Linked DNA regions of Mus musculus: region 2 is linked to region 1. A link is a contact called in public HiChIP or PLAC-seq data. All regions are on one chromosome and are shown on one strand. The core of a region is the stretch at or near the end of the contact, and the rest is flanking DNA. Distances in the headings are between cores, read along the strand shown.

Region 1 (7,836 bases), core at 1,753-4,252:
AAAGAATTCCATAAAACCTTGCTTCTGTCGCCTGTCAATGACAGTGGGTTTGGAGTGGTTTGGTTAATCCATCTCTTGTGAAAACCCAATTGAACTGGCCATAATTGACAAACCTGAATGCTCCGGTGAAGGTCGAGGAGCCAAGCGTGAAAACCTGTGCTATTAGAACTGACACCAGAATTGTGATTAAAAGAGGGTCTAACTCGTATGCCCTGTGTGGCGTCAGGCCTCTTTCTCAAATGAATAATTACACTCTGCCTGGGAAACGTGCGCTTCACTTTTTGAGTGCGTTCAGATCTGTGATGGCTTACATATGCTCCTCTCAGTAAAGCAGTCACAAGCAATGTTACTGCCCCATCCTCACCTAAGAAAATGAAGACCCCAGAAGATGACAGGATTCCCACATTCCCCCAGCAGGTGAGAGGCTGAGGAAGGAGGGGAAAAGCCATCATTTCCCTTCAGAGTCTTTGGCTTGAGAGAGACTCTTCAGACAGTGTATTCAAAGGGACATTGTATTCAAAGGGACATTCCTGGATGACTATGGAGCTGGAGGAGTTCCTACTGAGCTGCCTCTATAAGGCCTAGGGGAGATCTTGTCAACTGTCCCAGCTCAGCTTTTATTGAGTAATTCTGATTGTACTCTCTGGTGCATGAATTAACTTTTTTTTTTTTTTTTTTTTTTTGAGAAAGTGGAAGATAAGTGAAGAGGTAGAAAATTGCTAAGGACACCCTTGATCCTTTCTTACCTCTGGGGGATCCTAAAGGCACCCTCTCCCATGTTCTCTTTCCTCTACCTGTGAGAAATAATATCTCTTTGGGGTTCATTGGTAACTATTTATTGAGCACTTAGTATGTGCTCATTGCTTTGCTTATATGTTTGTTGTTGTTGTTGTTTACACTTCAGCACCAGAGAAAGGGTTACTTCGTATCCAATTTCTTCTCCAATACCAACAAGGTTAGATCTGTTTCTGAACTGTTTGTTTCTAGTTTTCAAAAAGGTCATATGTATAAGTATGTATGTATATACAAATATCATATACTTATATACATATGTGTATATTATAGATATAAGTATCATACATCACCTAATATCTTCAACTTTGTCTAAAGTGGCTTCTTGCTAGCAAATACACTCATATTTCTGTGATGGGACATGACAATAGAGAAGACGATAAGAAGGTGGTATAAATGGGCCAGGTCAACTTTCCCACCCAGGCCAATGCATAACAACCTTAACAAAAACCTTGTGTTTCCCTGGAGATCTTTAATCTAGGGAGTTACAACAGGTGGGTCTGTGTTATTTGTTCACAGATGTCCACACAGAAGGGAAAGGAAATTCTTATTTTGGTTATATGGCTTACATGTGACATTGCTCTGTTAGAAACTGGGTCTTTTGACTTTAGCACCTATGCTGTTAACCAAGAAGACCTCATGAAGCATTTCTCTCTGGAAGCATATGATGTGGATATTTGCACCAAGAGGCAGTTGTAACTTCTATTCTTGACATAGGGGACAAGAACTATTGGAGTCTCTTGAATAGATTTAAGGACACATTTTTTATCAACTATGCTTAGTACTCTCTGCTCTAATGTAAAGTCCGTGGCCCAGTCACCTTGGCACCAGCTTATTAGAAACATGAACTCAGGCCCCATCTAGGACCAATTGAGTCAGAAATAGGGGTTAGCAGTCTCTTGAAAGCTTACGGGCAAAGGCCAGTTTGAGCAGCTGTGATCTGAAGCATTTCACTTGTATGATTCATTCTCACAACTACCAGGTGAAATAGGTGTTGTTGGCATCCACCTAACACAGCTCAGGTGAGGTCCAGAGAGATTAAATAACTTGCATCAGGCAAGGTCACACAACTGGTGTGTCCCTGACATGACCAAATGACAGCTTGACTCAATGATCCTGGCTCTTTACCCTGAGATATCCTTGCAGGAAGTAAAGTCATAGCTATGCCAGGGGGACAGGGTTGAGGGGCTGCTGTTCTTGCCTGTTTGGGTGAGAGCTAGGAAACCAACTTGCTGTTCGGCTCTCTTCTCTCTACCTGATTTTCCCTAGGCTCCTTATCCTAGACCACAGCAGAGCTGTTTACTTCAGTTAACATTTCCCCCCTCTTCGGGCACATGGTACGATTTGCTCTCATGCTACTTTGAGATCCCTGGTCATGTGGTTGCATCAACCAATGAAATGAAAGGGGAAACGATGTGCCATACTTCCGGGGAGCTGCAAAACAGTACATCCATCACCTTTGTCCTCTGTTTAAAAGGAAGTGAAACCCCCATCACCTGGGTGTCTTGAGTCCACGCTGGGCACGCATTGCGAGGGAGAAAGAAAAAATCTTTGAGCTTGTAAACTGTGGAGATCTGGGGAGTTGTTTGGTGCCCTGGCACAACGTAATCCGACCTGGCTGACTCTGACTCATCTTCCTTTTCTCCAGAGGCTGATTTACACGGCAGGAATGCCAGCCAGCAGCTCCGTGGGTGGGAAAAATGTACCTGCTTTTATGTGTTCAAGCTAATAGCCTCTTTTTCCTACTGCCTGTGAGGGTTTGTCTTCTTTCTCAGTGCCAACTTTATTTCTGATTTGTTTTCCTTGTTGGACCTCTACAACTTTTTATTTTCCAAGGCTATTTTTAGTGCCTCTATTCTACCCTGAAGGAAATAGTTCACATCTTGGTGCCCAGGGCTTTTTTAGCTCCTTTTAATGGGGAAGGACAACACATATCAACAATTCTTTTAGTCACCATGTCATTTCCCCAAGAGGCTCAGAGAAGAACAAAATGTCTCCTTAAAATGACTTTGGGATGTTAGCCTGCATCCTCCTTCCCACAAGGAGATATTCAATCTTCCTTCCTTCCTTCCTTCCTTCCTTCCTTCCTTCCTTCCTTCCTTCCTCCCTCCCTCCCTCCCTCCCTCCCTCCCTCCATCCCCCCTTCTCTCCCGCCTTCCCTTCCTTTATTCCTTCCTTCCATTTGTTGGCTATCCTTTGAACCCGGTGACTGCCTAGCTTACTGAGTCAGTCTTTGGGGAATAGAGCTCAAAAAGAGGTACCAATTCCAAGTTCCCTGTAATTTATCTACAGGTTCACGTGTTTGGTTAGTCTTGGGTTGGTTATGTATCTGACACTCTGAGCTATATATGATTTTACTATAGCTTACTCCCATTCATCAAAAAGTTACAATGGATGAAAATAACTAAAACTAAAACAGAAACCAGCAGCAAAACCTTTGCGCTTTTAAATTGTGGAGATCTGGGGAGTTGTTACCCTGGCAACAACAGAGTCTGTCCTGGCTGATGTCATTCTTAAGATATTGGTAATGACTATCTGTAATTATCCCAACTTGGAAATAAACAGAATACCCTTCCTTATGTGACTGGATAAGCAGCTGTCATGTATCTAGATTATGACAAAGCACTTAGTGATGAAAAGAAATAAACTTTGAAGTCATAAGAAGGTATGGATAAGCTTAAATCCATATTACTGAATGCAAAATCTAAGTGGGAATGGATGCAGACTGTAAGATCGATTCTTACTCTAAGACACTCAGAAAAAGGCAAAATTATGAAAGTACTAAATGATTAGTGGTTTTCAGGGGTTTCCATGTGAAAAGAGATGAATGGATATATGGAGTTTAGGAAACTTTTAGGGTAATGAAACTATTAGGTGAGGTACCATAATGGTAGGAAAATGTCATTATGTATTTATCAACACTCACAGAATGTGCAACACAATAATGAACCTTAGTGTAAAGCATGAACCATGGGTGATTATGATATGTCAATGCAGACTCATTGCTCATAAAACCTGGACCATGCCGGAGGGGAACGAGGGCAGCAGGAGACCATGTGAGTATGGGCAGGAGTTAGAAGAAAATATTCCATTCTTTCTACTCGATTTCGCTTCTAACATAATTTATATTAATTTGGGGACTAAAAAAAAGCCCCTCTACATTCTCCTCTATGTTTTCAGAAGAAATCACGCCGTCTCCTTACAAGTGAGGGTAAGAGGAGAAAATGAACACTTCAGTTCTCTATGTCCCAGCCATTTCCCATTCAATGTCTCCCATCTAACAAGGAGGGCTAATCAGGAGAAAAGTAGGGTGTGTGTAGCTACAGTTGTGTGGGAAAGTGCTGAAGCCATGGACCGGAATAATCAGGACAATCAGGGTCCTATTTACAGCAAGTTGTGACCTATTTCTTAACCAGCAATTTGTAGCCAGACTTCTCCAATCCGCCTTCATGAGAGATGCCTGGGAATTTATCATGGCAGAAGGAAGATGTGAGTCTTCCCCAACTCTCTAGGTCAAGTTCTTGGGTTTGAGCACTCACATGCCTCTGGAACACTTAGGCTGTGGGGCAAGACATACCTCAGAAACCTCTAGAGGTGGGAAGTCTGAACAGACTGTAGAGTCAAGGAATACACAGAATTTGAAAGCTAGAGGATCAGGAACCAGGTGGGAAGTCTAGGCAATGGATGGAAGGGTGAGTTCTGAGCAGCATGGAAACTTCAAAGTGACTTCCTTCTAGACAGGGACTCAGCACGAAGCTGAGATCTGTGTTCTGTAGAAGTCATAACTCACCTTGAGGCTGTATTCTTTGGTATAGTGTTTTTGGAGCAAACTTTCTGGCATTTGCCTAACCCTTTGGGGGGGGGGGGAGTCTGGCATGCTAGAAAAAAGAAATTGGAGACCAGGGAGAAGTAGGAAGCTTGAGCTATGAGTTCAGGACGCCATAGGCTCAGCACCTGAACACACAGTGGGGTGGGGGTGGGGGTGGGGGTGGGGGTGGGGGGAAGAAGTTTTCCCCAAATCCCTGAGGAAGTCAGCTGCTGATTGGAGGATCTTTCCTCACTAGAGGGAGGAAAGTCAGTTGAGTTAGCCAAGGATGCATGATATTCCACGAAATCCCACTACAGCATTGTGCCCATTACCCCAAAAGAAATAGTTTCCGCTTCTTCCTGTTGTGCTAGGATTTACTAGCCATCTAACCCTTCCCCTTGGTACAGCTTGTGAATATTTTAAGAGAACATCTGTTGATACTTAGCATGAATGAAAACAAAAAGATTGGCTTAGTTTGTGGGTAGTCATGAAAACATCGTCATCAGAGCTTACATTGCACAGAAGGAGCACTTATTTGTCGGGTTAGTGTTTGCTGAGCAATTTAACTGTAATAGTAAGAGTTTTACTGACTGTGAAAGTAGCAACAATAACAACAACAACAATAACAACAAATATGTTAATTGTTACTGAGTCTCTCAGCTAGGGTCAAATGTTTTATGCTGTACAGATCTGGCCTAGGGAAAATTTTCTGGATTCTTCTGTGGCTTTCCAGGTTTATTTCCTCTCTGTCATAACCCACTGTAAGTACAGGATCACTATGAGTACACACGCTAGTGTAAAAAGACTTTAAATGTCACCAAAGTGCCTATTTTAGGGGAAGGGTCTCTTTGAACTACATTTGAATGGTATTCTGAAAGTTTGCATCTGTTGCAAGTTTAAAGTTTAAAGTTGAGAGTACAGTGTGGGTGGGGCTCAGGGTTAAGGACAGTGTTTGTCTAAAGGCAGCCTGGACACTTGTTAGGAGTTCTCTGCTCATCCTTACAAAAAACAAAAATCATATAAATGAAAACATTTGCAAACTGCACAGGACCATTAGATTCCAAAATAAACTGTTCTTTTTTTTTTTCTTTCTGGTTTTATGAGACAGACAGGGTTTCTCTGTGTGGCCCTGGCTGTTCTGGAACTCACTCTGTAGACCAGGCTGGCCTTGAACTCAGAGATTCGCCTGCCTCTACCTCCTGAGTGCTGGGATTAAAGGCGTGCGCCACCACGCCCAGCTAAGAAACTATTCTTATTCCAGGTGACCAAGGACAGATACTGACATGAGTGGACGAAGAAGCCAAGCCCCAAAAGTGAATTATTAACAGTCTGCAAGTGTATGAAGCAGTAAGGTGTGGCTGTTGGGAAATAGCTGTTCTTTGCACCTATTCAAGCCAGAACACTAAGCAGGAATGGCAGCTGGAGGAAATGAACAGAGACACAAGTCATATGACATATGGGAGACAGAGGAAATCAGCTTTCATTCATGAAATCCCTCCTAGACATTTGCTGAGTAGCTGTTATACATCAGGTACTCAGCAGGTTTGGGACTTCAGTGAAGATCTGGTTCCATTTGGCTCACAGAACCATGGGTCTTCTGGAATACATGCCCCTTAGGGGCCAAGGTGCACCTGCCAGGTCATTACCTCGACACCACTGGGCTTCCCTCCCAGCAGATGACTAATTGAGATGTATTGCATGAAAGAGTGAATTTAGGTTTAACCAGTGGGAAACACAAAGTCATCTGGTAAACCACAGGTCCTGTAATCCAGTCCAAGGCTGATTTATTTCTTCCTGGACACTGGACAGGAGCTGTCAGAGCTCCACTTTCTGCTGAAGACTCCATTTCTCTGGAGGCCTGATTCCCTGGTGTGCTGTTTTAGGTAGAGAGCTAAGCGGTGACTGAAGAGCCAAGTCTCACAAGTCAGATGTGAATCTTCTCTAGGTCTCTAAGTCAAGTTCTTGGGTGTGAGCACTCACACTTAATATCAACTTGCCCCCTACCCCCAGTCTGCTCTTCCGAGTACACAGGCTGCTTAGACCTTTTTCTGGAGCTCCACCACTCCAATCTTCCCCACTGGAGTCAAAACACTGTCTGGCATCCTGCAGGACAATTACATATCCTCAAACGGAACAAGTCACCCAAGAACCAGCTGGAAGGCTTCCATCCCCTGCCTGCCTCACTGGAAAGAGAAGAGTGAGGCACAGCAGCTGGGTTGCTCATTATACTCAACCTGCATGTGATTAGATGTCCACTGGGTAGAGATGGCAGCTTTGTGTGATTCTCCAGCTCCTGCCTGCACATCTCAAGCTAATCTCCTTCTTCTTGAAGCCTACTGGATGATACTCACATACAGGCCTTGGTATTGGAAAAGCTCCTTCCTCCCCATTGCTTTTTCTTTTTTTCACATCTCAATAAACCCTTCTCCTCACATATTTTTCAAATGCAGTCACAAAGGGACCACTTAATTAACAGGCTGCCATTGTCTAAAGGCTGATTTGGAAGCTTACAGCCATTGAAGGAACCTCACACTGTTCCAGACAACAGAAACAGTGGGGTGCACCATCTGGGAGGGAGCTTCTGAGGAAACAGATGCCAGTGTTTCCATGATTAACAACCTAATATCATAACACCATAGTATGTTGTGCCATTTGGTTAGGAGTTACAGCCCTCTGAGCCAGTATTCTCACATCTCGCCAAATCCTGCAGCGTCAAAATATTTGCTTTGGCATAGGGCCTTCATTTACTCTTCCCTTGTGCCTGTTTCCCCCTATACAGCCTCGGCAGGGCTGGGGAGGTTGAAAGGGTTCAGTTGAAACCTAGCTGATGAATTCGCCGACTTGGAGTGTGGTCCTTACACAGATGGAAGCCCACAACAGGTGGATTCATAGTTCAAAGATCTGTTTCAGAATGAAGCAAGTTTTGGCCAAGGACTCCGAACTTTGGTTCAGAACAAAAATGCCAGCCTTGGCCTTTCACCACCTTGTCTCATTTCAACCTTTATATCCATCTTCTTGATCATTAGTTCATTCGACTGAGCTCCTGCTATGTATGGGGCACCTGGACGGAAAAGTGCATACGCTTACAGGGTTTCACTGCCAGAGCTAAACATTTCCATAATCGCTTTAATGGTTTCTTCTAGTCTTTTCTCCTGCAACAGTTTTGCCCAGGCTAGAAGCACTTCAGTGTGGGTTGTGCACACTTCCAGGAGAGGAGATCCTTTGATGCCGTGCTC
Region 2 (7,836 bases), core at 3,100-5,599, 160 kb after region 1:
TGAGCTTATGGTTCCACAGGGTTAAAGTTCACGATACTGGAATAAAGGCAGCAGGCGACAGGCATGATGGCTGGATGGCTGGGCAGGAAGCCAAGTGCTCACATCTTAAACCACAAGCATAAAACTGGGAGTGGGATCCAGAAATGGCCCGAATCTTTTAACTCTCAGAGCCCACCTCCAGTGACACACTTCCTCCAACAAGGCCACACCTCCTAAATATCTCAAACAGTACCATCAATTGGAAACAATTGTTCAAATGTCCAAGACTGTGGGAGACACCTCATTTAAAGCACTACAATCTCCAACTAGTCTTTTATACAGTCTACAGTTCAATTTGTATCTGAGCTGGGCACATCTTTAATGTCAGCACCTGGGAGTGAGAAGCAGTTGGAGCTCTGAGATATAAGACCAGCCTGGTCTACAGAGAAAGTTCCAGAACAGCCAGAGCAACACAGAGAAACCCCATCTCAAAAGCAAGCAAACAAAAAAGGATGATTAAGAGAAATAAAACCTTACAATAGTCATAAGCAGGATGATCTGCTCAATGATATTTCAGAAAGGAACTCGTTTTAAATGTTACAAAGTTTTTTAAATTTTTATTTATTTATTTTTATTCTGTGTATACAAATTGCATTGCCTGAATATATGTATATGCACTGCATACATACAGTGCCTATTGAAGTGGGAAGGCTTTGGGATACTCTAGAACAGAGTGTGAGCCACCATGTGGGTGCTGGGACTCAAACCCAGGTCCTCTGCAAGATCAACAAGTGCTCCTAACTGCAGACATCTCTCCATCTCATTAAAAATAATGTTAACCATGTTTTTATTAATTCTTTGAAAATTTCATACAGTGTACTGTGAATATTTCCACCCCCATCTCCTCCCATAAACACCCTTTCTATCATCTTCCCATCCAGATTTGAAGGTTTTTTGCCATTTATTCTTTTTGTATTGGGTCCAGTTTGTATGTTGTCCAGCACATCTTAGGAGTATAGCCTGCCCTGCCATGTGGTCAGCCAACCAAGACTCACATTATCAAAGACAGCTGACACTTTTCCCTGCAGTAGCTATCAAATTCACACACAAAGCTCTGTGATTGCTCCCCTAAATACATAACTTCCTAATGCAAAAAGACTTAAGCATTTCACAAAAGAAATATCTGTGATTTTTGAATGATCAATAAGCACCCCAAAAGATAACGAATTATGTTATTAGTCATCAAAGAAATACAAATTGAAAACACAATGAGCTATAATTCTCAAACTAAAAACACTGACATTGTGCAGTGTGGATCATAGTATTTGCATGGGTTCCATGAAGTGTGCTGGGGGAGGGACTGAATGGATAGCACAGTGCTTAAGAACAATTGCAGCTATTGCAGAGGACCCAAGTGCAATTCCGAGCACCTACATCCTGTAGTCTTTCAATCACCTGTGACTCCAGCTCCAGGAATTTCAACATCCTTTTATGGCCTCCACAGTTACCCTCACACAGATGACATATGTCCTCACACAGACTCAGATGCTATTCATAAGTTAAAAACATTTCTTGGGGGCTCAAGAGATGCCACAGAAGTTAAGAGCATGTATTACTCTTGCAGAGGACCTGAGTTGGTTCTCAACATTGGCATTTAGGTGACTCCCAACCACCTATAACTGGAGTTCCAGGAAGATCTAATGCTTTTGGTCTCTGTCAATTATCCATATTTGCTGGTTCTTTGCTGGCAGGTCCAGGCGAGATGAGAGAGGTCACTTCCCTGCCAGAGTCTCTCCGGGGCTGAGCTGGATGGTGAGTGTTGAGGCCCGGAGTCTTGTTGAAGCAGGAAGTTTATGGCATCAGCCTCTCACTTATATAAGTTCAGAACATAGGGAGGGGGATTTGGAGTGGGGTGATAATATAGGTGAATGATGATATTGGGTGGGCTGAAGATGACATAGGAGGCAGGGAAGGGTGATAGGGGGGTATGGAGTGACTGACAGGGCCAATGGCAAAGCTCTACATCAACAACAGCAGGGCAGAGGCAGGTCAAACAGGTCTTGCTGAGTCACCCCAATATGGAAGTGACGGAGACAGGTCTTGAAACTGGAGCCAGGCTTGGGTTTGTCCTCAAGGCCCAAACCAGGGCCAAAATGGGGCCCAACACATATTGTTAAAAAATAATAAATCTTTTAAAAGGAAAGAACATTTATAGTACATTTATTTATCATAGCACCAAAGAAACCAATAATTGGAATGTCAGGAATGAAAGTGCTGATAGTGTTACTCATTCCTCCTGGGCTGCCTTGCTCAGCAGAGGCAGTGAACTGTAGTTGTTTATGAACATAGCATGTGCACCTTTAATCCCAGAACTTGGGAGGCAGAGGCAGGCAGATCTCTGTGAGTTCGCCGACAGCCAGGACTACACAGAGAAACCCAGTCTCAAAAAGCCAAACCAAAACAAACCTCAAAGAAATAACAACAAGAACAAATATCTATCTGTAGCCTGTGGCTTGACTGGAGTGGCGGCTTTATGGGGGTGTAATTGATTTAAAATATACATGATTCCCAAGATGTGTGTATTTTGCTGTGTATAATAAGGTGTATTTGCACCTTAGAAAGATGCCTGGTGGGGATGAGGGGATCTAAAGGCCACGCCCCCTGCTCCTGGAACTCTGCCTGCTTCCACTCAGGACTCCCTCCTGAGACTCTTTCCTGGCTCCTCCTCTGTGACTGATTCTACTTTTGCATATGGAATATTTTGTTATCCTTTGTACGTCTTTTAAAAAGTATTTCCCGGTAATTGTAACAAGCACAATTAGGCAGAAATACATAAAGAAACTCCAGTCACATAGTGGTATATGACTAAAATCCTAGCACTTGGGACCCGAGGCAAGAGGATTTCTATAAGCTCAAGACCAGTTTGGGCTAAGAGCAAGACGTTGCCTCAAAATGTGGAAGGAAGGAGGGGAGGGAGGGAAGGAGGGAGGAAGAAGGAGAGAGAGGAGCAGGGATTTGTTACCATCTGCCATTCAGTGGTATCTCCTTGAAGAGTAAGCCAAACAGCCCCTCACCATTCCCAACTCAAGAGAATATGGTGAACTTCCAGTTATCCCGCACGGCAGGACCATGGACTGTATAAGACCACTCACTACGTTTGACTAGACTACAGAGCAAGGGCCCCGTGCTACAGCATTCTGATTTCAATTCACAGGTAGAGAAGGCCTTCACCACTGTGGCAGGTTATAGGGATTGATGCCACACTTGGGGGACATCTGACACACACACATGATCTGCACCCTTTCTTTCATATTCCTCTCTCTCTCTCTCTCTCTCTCTCTCTCTCTCTCCCAACTCCTCACATTGTGTACTGGCAGGGCATATTTTTTTCTCATCATTTTATTTTTTTCCATAATGACCAATATCCTGCATCCTAGTTTTTAAAATGAAATGTCTTATATCTTCTTTTAAAAATATAAAGTAGGATTTTGCAAAATGACTCTTCCTTCAGTTTTCATGTGCCCCATTGATACTTGCTTTACAGCTACACAAGATGCTAACAGCTCCTTTCCACATGGACTCAAGAGTATGGATGTATATTTTGTTTTTGTTTTTATTTTTTTCTACCTGTGAGAGGTTTATTGGGAGTGGGGGGAGATAGTGGCAGAAAGAGAAAAGGGAAAAAGAGCTGGATGTATATTTTTGAATGGAGGTCAAGTTCTAATCCTTGCCTTGCAGTAAACAAATTTGCAGAGTTGCCTAACTTCATCTCTGAGTTCAGTGCCTTCTGGGGTAAAGTCAAACAACTAGGAAACAGAATGCCGGGAGGTGGGGAAATTATTCTGTGTCTCCTGGGAAAAAACTGGAGCTGTATTTCAGACGACAGAGTCATGTAATTTGGAACTTGTAATTGCTTGTCCCTTTCATACAAGATCTACCTGACTAGGAGTCTGCACACATGTACATGGGTGTATGCAAACAAACACACACACACACACACACACACACACACACACACACACACACACACACACACACTCCAGAACCGGCTGAATAAGGCTTGGAACAAATTCTTTCTCATATAACAGAACTGTCTTTTCCAATGTCAACTTGCAGCTTCTGAAGAGAATTAATTCTGCTTGGCAACCACGTTTTCCACCAACTCAAGGCTGTCTACCCTGGTGTCCTCTGTCACCAATCAGGAAATGAGGAGATTTAAGAATGAAGTGACCTGCCATTTGAGCGGCATATTGGCTTCTGGAATGTTCTCTTTATCTTCCTGGCAAGTTTCCTGGAAGAACATGCCCCTGGCTGCCCCCAGCACTGTTGCCATCGCACTCCTGTGGTATGTGAGGTGGGGGTGGGGAATCTATGAGCACTACAGGGTGGCCTGGAGACCTGCCCGAGCTTCATTACCAGAGAGGCCAGGCTGTTTGATCTCAACCAAATGAAGGCTCAGAAAGTGTTCATTTTGCGGTACATCCAAATTTTCTGTGTCACTGACCCTCCTTCTCCTCAAAGACCCAGAGTGGAGAAAGCTTAGCATGTAAATTCATAAACATGGCACATAAATTAATCATGATTCAGGTTCTGGGGTTTTTTTTTTAATAGTTAAAAAGGTCATTGCAAATGCCATGACACAGCCTGTCTTCCTATAATGAACAGCTGCTTTCCCAAGAACAGCTATGCTAACCAACTCAGCCTGCAATAACTTCTATCACTTATCAGCAAAGGCCTTGCACAATTATGTCATTGACTCCTCATTAACCTTCGGAGATAAATCCTATTACTATCTTTATTTTATAAACAAAGAAACTGAGGCTGAGACCTTAACTGCCCCCTCCTTGTACTATTCTTTATGGAATGTGGATTCAAAGTCTAAGTCAAAGAAATCCAATTTCTGGAGCTTTCCCTTAATCATTCCTCCTGACTCTGCGCTTCTGGCCTCAGCATCCTGAGTGTGAGATTAGAGATGCTTGTTTTATGTGTGAATGATTCCTCTCTCTGTCTCTGTCTCTGTCTCTGTCTCTTTCTCTGTTCTCTCTCTCCCTCTCCCTCTCCCCCTACCCCCCCCCCTCTCTCTCTGATGAATGTCTTTGTGTGGATATTTGTGTAAGTGAGCACTGGCAATCTGTCACAGGGTGCATGGGATTTTCCATGTTATTTGAAACATGCCTTCCTGGTTGCTTTGCTCTGAGTATTTCAAGCTAGCTGGCCCGAGAGTTTCTGGGGATTCTTCTGTGCTTACTCCCCAGCTCCACAGAGGAGTGCTGGGAATATAGACTATATTACCACACCCAGTGTTTCTGTCTTCTAGGGATCCAAACTCCTGTCCTCAGTGATTCTCTGGAAGCATCTGAGCCACTAAGTCACTGCCTCAGCCCTGATCAGTGAGTGTCAGACATAAAACAGGATCCCTTGACTTCTCATTCTTAGGGCTAAATGAGAAAACTTGCATCATCGACAAGTAACACTGGCCAACAACAGGCAAATCCTACAGAGAAGCCAAAGCTTTGTCTCTCTGTTGTGTGAGAGTAAAGTTTCTGATTCGGTGATGCCAGTTCCACTGTGGCTGAGAAAACCCCCACCATCTCCCAGTTAGAACAGTGCCCTAATTGGTTCCTGCCACTCTATCCAGCTTACATTATGAAAATGCACATTAACAGAAATACCTGTAAACATGGACATATTCTCAGCCATGCATAGGACAGATCTTGTTAGGCAGCTCTGTTCCCCTGTCTCCTTTGGCCAGGTCTGATGCTAAGTCCCACAGTTTGTAGAATAAGACATTGATCCCCTAGTATTGATTTGTTACCTAATTGTTTCCAGCCAGCAGAGAGAACTGGGGAAATGATGTCCTGAGGAATAGCCACAGCCCCACAGCCTTCTCCCTGTGTCTCTTACTAAGGCAAGGTAGTTGGAGCGACACTCTGTGTCTTCACAGAATTCAGCTGTGAAAATGCCAAAGAGGGAAGGATATATATTGTAAAGGGGACTTATTAGGGTTGATTTACACTATAAGGTTTTCATAGTCAAACAATGGCTGTCTCACACTGGAGGGAACAAATCTGGGAGTTGTCCAGACCATCACCCAGGGTATCTCAGCAATCCCAATCTGGCACTGAAGGCCTTGAGGATTCCTGGGGTGCTGGTGATCTTCAGTCTACTTTGGAAGCCTGAAGAAGCTGGTTCTAACCTGAGGAAAAGAATGAAACACCAACAAAGTAGGCGAGTTTGCCAGCAAGAGTGAAGATAAGCAGGCAAAAAGCAAACTTTTCTTTCAACTCTCCTTTTATTTGCACTGCCACCAGAAGGTAGCACCAATATTTAGAGCAGATCTTCTTTCAAATAATTTGATCAGAAAGTCCCTAACAAAAGTTCTGGTGGCTTGTATCCTGATTGATTCCAGATCTAGTCAAGTTGCCAACAAAGATTACTCATCACAGCTCCTGTGTTAGCTGTCTGTCACGTGATAAAAACTACTACAAAGCCCAGCTTTAAGTAGGAAAGACGCTTTTGATTCAGGATTTCAGAGCACTTAGCCGTTGGGCCCCTGGCACCATCACTGTGGTCTGATGGGAGGCAGATCACCCTGGACGGAGAGGTTCTGAACAAATTCTATCCTTAAAGACATGTCTCTGGTGACTACTTCCGCCTCCCAAGCCCCTCTTCTGGTAGTTTCCACTACCTCACAATGTCCATTCAGCTATACATCCATCAATGAATAAACCCATTAAGGACATCAGAGCCCTTGAGACCCAGTCTCCTTTGAACACCACTGTATATCAGGATTTCAACACGTGAGCTGTTTGAGGATAATTCATATCCAAATTATGACTCTTTTCGTGTCCTTGGGCATTTAAGTTGTCTAAGAATTGGCTTGATTCACTGTGCTAGGTTAGAATCTAATTTGTACTTTGTCTCCTCTACATTTCTTTATTTTAGGGTTAACGCTCAACGCTAAGTGATTACCTAGGGCGTAAGTGTGGTTAAGGGCAATGGATTTAAGTGACTGACAGAAGTTTTCAGACAGAAGCCTCCTGTGTTCTTCAGGGTTTGTAAAGATCTTTGTCACTTTCTTTGTCAAAATGAGTCACATAGTTAACCCCAAATGAGGGAGTGCAGATGTATATATACCTCACAATTGCAACCAACACCAGAAAATATGTGTCAGAAGTTATGGGTGTATAATGCTTCTGTCAAAGGAATAAAGGGTTGGAAACAATAATCTAATATAGCACAACAATAATTCGTATGGTGCATTAGTCATTGTCCTTTATAGGACCCATTGTATTTTGTACTCTTCTAGTAGGCTGTGACTAGGTTTCTCTCCTTAGGCCTATAGATGACATCACTGTTTGTTACATCAGTAGATGACCAATAAGTACTTTCTCAATGAACACATGAATGAATACAAAAGTCAGGTATTGTGGATGTACATTCAATAAATTATTTAAACCTCAGTCCAGGTGTGGAGACCCATTCCTGTAATCAGGGCCTTTGGGAGGCTGAAGCAAGAGAATCATGAGTTTGAAGCCAGCCTGGGCTACAAAGAAAAATCCTGTCTCAAAAAGAACTAAAATAAATAAGTAAAATGAATCCTTTCATTCTCGGGATGAGATAATACACTGGAGCATCTTCTGTAGGAAAATCGATACAGCAATAGAAGAGAAAACCATCATGGCAGGCAGGGCCTCATTTTGAAACACTCTGTATTCAAAGCACTTTAGCCATGCATTCAGGATAAAGATATTAAGTTCCGTGTGCCAGGGACAAGGATAAGTAAATAAGACAGATGCAATTAATCTCCTCACCAAGCTAGTGAGTAAGAGAGAGAAGCAGGAAATCACTGCTCTG

What was found. HiChIP or PLAC-seq counts read pairs in DNA pulled down with a chosen protein or histone mark.
Region 2: an H3K27ac HiChIP or PLAC-seq map of vascular smooth muscle cells shows a contact between it and region 1, with 2.5 times the contacts expected there. The contact joins two enhancer-like sites. A contact is called at or near these places in 1 of 484 Hi-C or Micro-C datasets (nephron progenitors) and 1 of 115 datasets of contacts at active chromatin or transcription factors (vascular smooth muscle cells).

What each region holds. Positions count from the first base shown.
Region 1 is chr11:43,996,084-44,003,919 of GRCm38.p6, forward strand. All of the region lies in intron 1 of Gm12153 (a long non-coding RNA gene), which reads left to right. Among named protein-coding and RNA genes, the nearest start is that of Gm12153, 41 kb to the left of the region's middle. Within about 2 kb of position 3,003, at least 20 of the 459 cell types and tissues checked have an H3K27ac peak or open chromatin away from gene starts, as enhancers often do. A contact at or near this core is called in vascular smooth muscle cells, where this site is marked.
Region 2 is chr11:44,151,977-44,159,812 of GRCm38.p6, forward strand. No RefSeq gene overlaps it. Among named protein-coding and RNA genes, the nearest start is that of Gm12153, 200 kb to the left of the region's middle. Within about 2 kb of position 4,350, at least 37 of the 459 cell types and tissues checked have an H3K27ac peak or open chromatin away from gene starts, as enhancers often do. A contact at or near this core is called in vascular smooth muscle cells, where this site is marked.